Regions from separate parts of the Delphinus delphis genome. Here region 1 is linked to region 2. Evidence: chromatin contacts called from public Hi-C data. All regions are on one chromosome and are shown on one strand. The core of a region is the stretch at or near the end of the contact, and the rest is flanking DNA. Distances in the headings are between cores, read along the strand shown.

Region 1 (3,756 bases), core at 729-3,228, 310 kb after region 2:
ATTTACTGGAATAAAAGGTATAATTGAATGAGTCTAATAAAAGCAGATTTCCTAGCTAACATATATTAAGGGCAAAGAGGGGGAAAAAAGGGTGCAATAGCATTAGTGGAGTACTCAACATGTACCAAGAAGTACATTCAGGGTTTTAGTATGTGATTTCATTGACCATTAACCAGTATTTACTTCCCAGTGAAATTTACAAATTTCAAGAACTACAAGGCTAACATAAAAGGGTTGTGGCATATTAATATTTTAATATTATATGTTCCTGCATCACCAAAAAGGCAGGTTTTAGCCTCAGTCGTTCCTCTTTGCCGTTATAAATAGAGTGACAAATTAGATTATCAGACACATAACTGTATTTAATTTACATGTCAAATATGAAATCCTATCACCTATGCCAAGTCAAATACTTTAACACGTCTATAAAATCTTTACTATGAAAAGTAAAAAGTGGATAATGTCCAGTATTTTCAATTATAGAAAACTTGCCCTGAATCTGCAACTTCTGAAGGCAAAATATTGTCACTGTTGCTAATCTCACTTGAAGTTTCCACAGAGTTTTGCTCCAAAAGGGAAGAAAAGCAAAATTAAGTTTTAAAAAAAGTTCATAAAGAAATAGAAAACATTTCCATTTCTCTCTTCTTTTCAGTCCCCTCAACCCAAATAGAAGGGCTTCCTCCAACGCCTTAAGACCATGTGTACATTACTGAATCATGATCGCCACTTCATTTACATGATTATAACCCTGTTATAATCACAACAGGCAACGTCCATTCTGCAGTTTGTATCATCTACAGTATAACCTAAAAGAGAAAGGGAAATATTTACCAAATTACCTGCTACTGCTGTTATTCTTCTTGGATTTGCTCCTCCGTTTTAAGGCATCTCTGTCCTTGTTATTGTATGGTAACATGGAGGCATAACCATGTTCAGCTTCTAGAAAACCGGAGGATCCAGTTAATGAATGAGCCCCGAACATTCAACACTCTCTCCCCTCCACAGTATTTCCCTTTTAAGATTGATTTATTTTTCATTAAAAGAAGATTGTGGAAATAATTAAACGGAGCAAGGTGGAATTCTTAGAACAATGATTGGTTTTTTTTTTAATTGAGTGAATATCCTCAGTGAGGAGCAGGTGTAAGGAGCATTCCAGCTGCTCATTGTTGAGAAAGACAGCAAGTCTCCTGGAGCCTGGGTTTCCCACTGGCAACGTCCAGCAGGTTGGTGTGTATTAAGTGGGACCAGCCTCAGGCGAAGGTGCGGGGCAAACACCGGGAGCCAGAGCCCGGGAGGGACGGTGTGGGGCAGGGGAGGCGCTGCTCCTCCGTCTGCGAGACCCGGCGCCAGGCCCACTTGGGGGCCGGCCGGGACGAGCCCCAGTGAGGTAAACCAAGGGCCTGGCTGAGGGGGCCCCGGGCCCCCCACTCGCGACGGGGTGCGGAGCGGGCGGCGCTCCGGACCCCGGGGCAGCGGTCCCTTTTCCACCCCCATTCATTGCCTTTGGGGCAGCGACGGCCTCCCTTCGGACCGCGCGTGGGGAGAGCTGGAGGGGTTGGGAGCGCTCGAGGTCGCGCTCTCAGCTCCTCCAACTACCCCCGGAGCAGCTGGGCACCCGGACCTGCGGCTGGGCCCCTCAGAGCCCCCAGTCCCCGCTCGGGCCGGACTCCTCCCGTCCCCGTGCACCTCTCTCTCGCCGCTCCAGGTAGTCGGCCGCCTCCAGCAGCATCTGGATGTTCATCCGAACCGCCGCCGCCATTCTGCACCGGGGTCCGGAGCCACTGGACCAACCCCCACTGCCCACGGACTCGCCGCCGCTGCCGCCGGACACCCACGCCCCGCTGTGGACCCCGCAGAGCAGGGCTGAGAGAAGCTCTCTGGCGACCACGCTCGCCGGAAGGGGGAGGGGACCGGTGAGCCGAGCACCACCGACACCGTGACAGAACCCAAAGAAGAGCAGCAGCCGCCACCGCCGCGGAGTGTTTATCTCCGACTCACCGTCCCCCCGCCCCCAGCCCCTTCTCTTGACAGGCCCGCTTCGGCTGCGTTCCTCATTGGGCACCCCAAAGAATGCCCCGCCTCTGGCGCTGTCCGATTGGGGGAAGGCATTACAGCCCCGCCCCTCAGTGTCCGCTCCTCTCGCTGGTTGGTCACGCTTGATAAGGCCCGGGCTCCACCCTCTCTTTCCAATTGGTGATAGGATTCGCAACTCCGCCTCGTGCTCCTTCCCTGTTTTCCATTGGTTCTATACCGACAACCGGGCCCCCTTTTGCTTTGTTAGTATTGGCCAAGAGCTACAGAAAGCAAGCCACTCTGCCTGTATCCCATTGGTGGAACCTTCCTACACCGCCCAGCTACGATGACGTCACCTTTCCCCAAGCCAGCGAGCCCTGAATGGCTGGTGGTCAGCGGCTCGGCTACTCCTCGCGGGATCTGGCATGGGCCGTCAGGGCTGACCCGGGCGCAGACCGGCGCTGATTCACCGGCTGCCGCCGGGCTCGGCTCCACCCGACCCCACCTCGGACCTGTTGCCGGGACCTGTCTCTGGGGAAAAGTTCCGGGGACCTGCTGGGCGTCCCTCGAGTGGAAGCTGGCACCGCGCGTCACCTGGGCGCTCTGCCCCGCTCGGGTTCGGGGCTGGATCCCTGGGCCTGCCGGCCGAGACCCGGAGGTTACAGGCTTCCCGAGGTCGAGGGCCCAGCCGCGAATCTCTCCGAAGGGAGAGCGGCAGACAGCCCGACGGTAGGGCGGTGGGCCTGGGGCTCCGCCGAGCGCCACGTGGCTGAGGGGCTCGGGGGAAAAGCCTGTCTCCTGTCCAGTGTTCGCCGCCCAGCGTTTTTTTCTCTCCTCAGAAAGCGCTGGAGTAGGGAGGCTGTATACAGAGCTGAGCTCTCCGAAGGCACTAGGCACTACCCCCGCCCCAAGTGCTGGCTAATTACTCCCTCACGCGACTGGGTTTTAAAAGCTCAGAAACTTCCTGTACCTACAGATTGGCGTTGAATTCTGAGATTCTTTGACATAAATCTCTTTCGGGGTCTTTCCTTCCCTTTTAATTCTAGAGGAGAACACTCAAAAAGAATCCTTTCTTTTCAAGACGGCTATGAATGGTGTTTGTGTGGTACCAATATAAATGTACATAGACAGAACTAGAAACTTTATTTAGGAATTGTTCCCTAAGCTATCTCAAGACCCAAGTTACTCTGTTAATATACTGACATCTTCATTTTAAGAAACGGAAATAAAACTCTTCGTAAATTGAGAGTCCTGAATATAGAAATGAGTAAAGCATGAACATATTTAACAAAGCTTTTTAGAAAAGTTTATTGTTGCCAATATGTGAAAACAATAGCCTGTCAGGTAACTTACCTACATTATTGCTAATCCTCAATATAACCCCATTAGATAGGTTAATTATCTACATTTTGCACATGAGGAAACTGATGCCCAAGAAGCTAAATGACTTTCCTAGACATCCATTCAGCCAGAAATGGAAACTGAACCTAGATCTGTTTCACTCAGAGCCCATGGTGTCAATGCTCCAGTTGGTAGCTGTTCTAAAAACAAGACAACTAAGAGACGGATTTCTATATGAGTCACAAACAATGACACTCAAACACTGGGGAAAAACAAAGAAACACATTATGATGGTAAGTTTTTAAATGTGTCCTTTTTAATGGTTGACAAATCCATTAAAATTAAATAAACTCAACAGAATTAATACGCAGTAAACCAGGCCTGACATACAGAACACATATT
Region 2 (3,642 bases), core at 149-2,648:
CGGTGGCCAGACGGCCCCCCACCTCTCCTTTTTCAAACACGTCAATCTTCACATCGTTCCCAAATTTCTGCCGCAGATAATAGGCTGCTGAAGTGCCACCAATGCCAGCTCCAATAATCGCTATGGGGGAAAAAGAAGGAACAGGTTTTTTTCCCTCTTACCAGCTTTGTAGGTTTGCTTTGTTTTTGAAAGGCCGTAAATCAACAACAGACGTTGCTTAAGCCTGTGATCAACAATTTAGGGAAGCCTGGGGAGGGGGAGGCAAGTGACAGCTGCGGTGAAGATAGAATTATGAATCTGGCCAGACACTGCCCCCAGACAAAAGTGGTAGTTACACTTTTTTTTTTTTTTTTTTTTTTTTGCCAGATGGCCCAAGATTCTCACAGTTCGTTGCGGAAGAACCAAGTGGACCGCCGCACACCCTTCTTTGTGCCCAATGCAAAGGAACAGAGGAGGCGGGGCCTTTCCAGGACGCATTTCAAATAAAGTGGCCGCCATTTTTGCCTTGATTTGTTCCGTCTCGTTAATGTAAACAGGTTAATGATTCCAAAGGACACGGCTTAAAGGGGAATAAAAAATACAAAACAAAACATAATAAACAGGGGAAAACAACCAAAACGACTCAAACTAAAAGAGTGACTGTTTCGGCTGTGTAGTCGTCCTAGGCAGAGAACTTGTGCAAGCCAGGGGACTGTGCCAGCCGGCCGACTTCAGCAAAGCGGACGGGGGAAGGGCGCCCCAGCCCATCACTGGAAGCAGACGCGGCCAGCGCGGTCAGCTTATCTGCGCTGCTTGGTGTGCTGTGCCCGCGTGCGCCTCTCATCTGCAGAGCGGAATTGGCCCGTCGCTCCCGGACCAGCCAGAAGACCGATTTCCCAACAAGTGCAGCAAGGGAAGGCCGCGGGAGGGGCCTCAGCCTCCCCGGAGCCCAAGGCCTCCGACTCAGGGGCTGCAGGGAGGCCTGGCGCCCGCCCGCCAGCCCGGGTCGCCCCCCTCCACGGCCCATTGCTCAAGTGGGCAAGTCTCCACGCCCGGGAAAGAGCGGTCCCTGGGGCACGTAAAGTAGTCCCAAGGTGCGAACCGGGAAGAGCTCCACTTGCGCAAGGAGCTCGTTCTGCGCGGCCCGGCGGGAGTCGCGGGTGCCCGGCCTGGAGCATCAGGCAGCGGCCGCCCGGCGTGGGGCGCGCTCCCACCGCCCCCGCCGCGCGCCGCCTCCTTCTCGCCTACCGATATTCTCCGGCGGGGCCCGGGGCTCGGCGCTCCCAGGGAACCCCCAGCTGCACAGCAGCAACAACCCCAGCCACAGCCCCACGGTCGAGCAAGCGAGCCGCCCACGGGTACGCTCCATGGCTCTCGAAGCGTTGTTGTCGGACTGGAAAGCCCAGCTGTCCGCCCGCATTTGAGTCTGCGCTCTCTGCCCGCCCCGCCCCCTGGCTGGCCTCGCCCCTCCAAGCCCCGCCCAGGTCCACCCCAACCTATCCCGCTCTGCTGCACAGGCCCTTGACACCCCACGGCCGCCCTTGACACCCCAGGGCCGCCCTTCCCTCCAAGAGCTGCCAATCCGGTTCTCTCGGTCCCCTAAGCCCGCCCTGCCCCTCCGAAGCCCACGCTGCTTCAGGGAGAGACCAAAGGCGCCAGAGGAGGCTCACCCCAGCTTTTAATTTCTTCAGTCGTGCCTTCTTCTGTCCCTTCAGTCGCTCTCGCTCAAACAATGCACACAGCTAATCGCTGCCAGAAACAGACCAGGGGTGCAACGAACACTTTACTGAGTGATCACTATGTTCGGGACTGTTGCGTACAGGATGAATGGGTAAATGGTACTAGGTAGAAGGAAAAATGGGGGAGACCAGGGATGGGGTGGTCCAAAGTGAAGGGAGTGGAAAAATAGTGACAAACATGAATGAAAGTAGTGTACTCACCTCATATGCTGGAACATTATGCAAGCATTAAAAAGATTTGTAACATCAGTATCTATTGTCCTAGTATTGTTAGGTGAGAAAATCTGCTGACTGAGTGATGGGTATTATATGATCCCATTTCTGTAATTAAAATACCCCCCCACCCAGTCAAAAAAAAAAAGGAAAAGAAAAAACTAGTACATGAACATGAAGAACAGTATGGATGGAAGGAAAACAAGTTGGATAAAAAGAAAGGTTAGGGACTTCCCTGTGGATAAGACTCCGAGCTCCCAATGCAGGGGTCCTGGGTTCGATCCCTGGTCAGGGAACTAGATCTCACATGCATGCCACAACTAAGACCCGGAGCAACCAAATAAATAAATAAACAAAATTATGGTTTAAAAAAAGGATAAGCTTGGAGAAAGGAAGCAGAAAATCCACTACAAAAAAGGACTCATTTATTGGACAAATATTTATTGAGTTCCTTCCAAGTGGCATGCAGTGTTCCAGGAACTTGAGAAAAATCAGTAGAAAATATTGATTTTTTAAAATATTGATTCTAATGACACAGACATTCTAGTGGAGGGAGACAGATGACAATTAGAGTAAACAAGTAAATGATGTAGGGTGGGGAAAGAGGAAAGGGGAATGGCTTGCAATTTTAAATAGGATGGTCAGATCAAGCCTCATTGAGCAGGATGGCATTTGAGCAAAAGTTTGCAGTAAGTGAGAGAGTGGGCCAGGTGAATATCTAGGGAAAGAGCTTTCTAGGCAAGGAAAATGCCTGGCATGTTTGTGGAACAGCCAGTAGAGCACAGTAAGAAAGGGGGAAATGGAGGTGTTAATGGAATAAGATGCAAGTCACACAAGAAATAGACACTTCCATGTAAGAACATAAAAATAGGGACTTTGCTGGTGGTGCAGCAGTTAAGAATCCGCCTGCCAATGCAGGGAACACAGATTCAAGCCCTGGTCCAGGAAGATCCCACATGCCACAGAGCAGCTAAGCCTGTGAGCCACAACTACTGAGCCTGTGTGCCACGACTACTGAAGCCCACGTACCTAGAGCCCAAGCTCCACAACAAGAGAAGCCACCGCAATGAGAAGCCCACGCACTGCAATGAAAAAAAAGAAATAAAGTCTTTAAAAAAAAAACAGAAAGAACATAAAAATATGAAGATTAAGTCTCCTTTTTCTACACGTTACAAAGAAAGAACTAAATTATGTGTTTTTTACTTTTCTTTTTCCAAACTACATTATGCCCACAACACCTAAGTACATTAAGCCTAAAAGCCCTTCAATAAATATATGTTGGTTGATTAGAATTTAGCATGTCAGTGAACTTCACACACCTGTCCTAAGTGGAAACTTTCATTTCTGCTTCTGAAACATTAGGAAAGATTCTGCTGAAAGGACCCTTGATGAAGAGACAGTAAAAAAGACTTGCACAGTGGAGGTGGATTGAAGGCTTTCTCATTCTGCACTCTTAACTTTTCAAAAGAATACTGTCACTAAAACTCAAAAAGATTTTTTTTAAGTCATTGGTGGAAAATGTTACCATGTATATGAAGTGTAATAATAAAGTAATATAAGAAATATTTATTCAAAGAAGCGTTCAAGAAAGCAGTCTCCTTAAGAACCTAGACACTAAGATCCTCTCCTTGACCAAACTCTAGCCAGGTTCTTCTGAGACCTCTTCTCAACAAGGCCTCAGCTTTAGCATATAAAGACGAACATAGTTTAC

What was found. Hi-C and Micro-C count contacts between places; a contact is called where the count stands out from the background.
Region 1: a contact with region 2 is called in a Hi-C map of lung, with 3 times the contacts expected there. The contact joins the promoter of MXD1 here to the promoter of PCYOX1 in region 2. A contact is called at or near these places in 2 of 3 Hi-C or Micro-C datasets (lung and muscle).

Annotation. Positions count from the first base shown.
Region 1 is chr12:31,217,443-31,221,198 of mDelDel1.2, forward strand. It overlaps MXD1 (MAX dimerization protein 1), which reads right to left and starts at 1,979. Exons shown (of 6, transcript XM_060026429.1): 1 at 1,687-1,979; 2 at 840-939. The coding sequence starts at 1,759.
Region 2 is chr12:30,912,624-30,916,265 of mDelDel1.2, forward strand. It overlaps PCYOX1 (prenylcysteine oxidase 1), which reads right to left and starts at 1,399. Exons shown (of 6, transcript XM_060026416.1): 1 at 1,228-1,399; 2 at 1-120. The coding sequence starts at 1,399.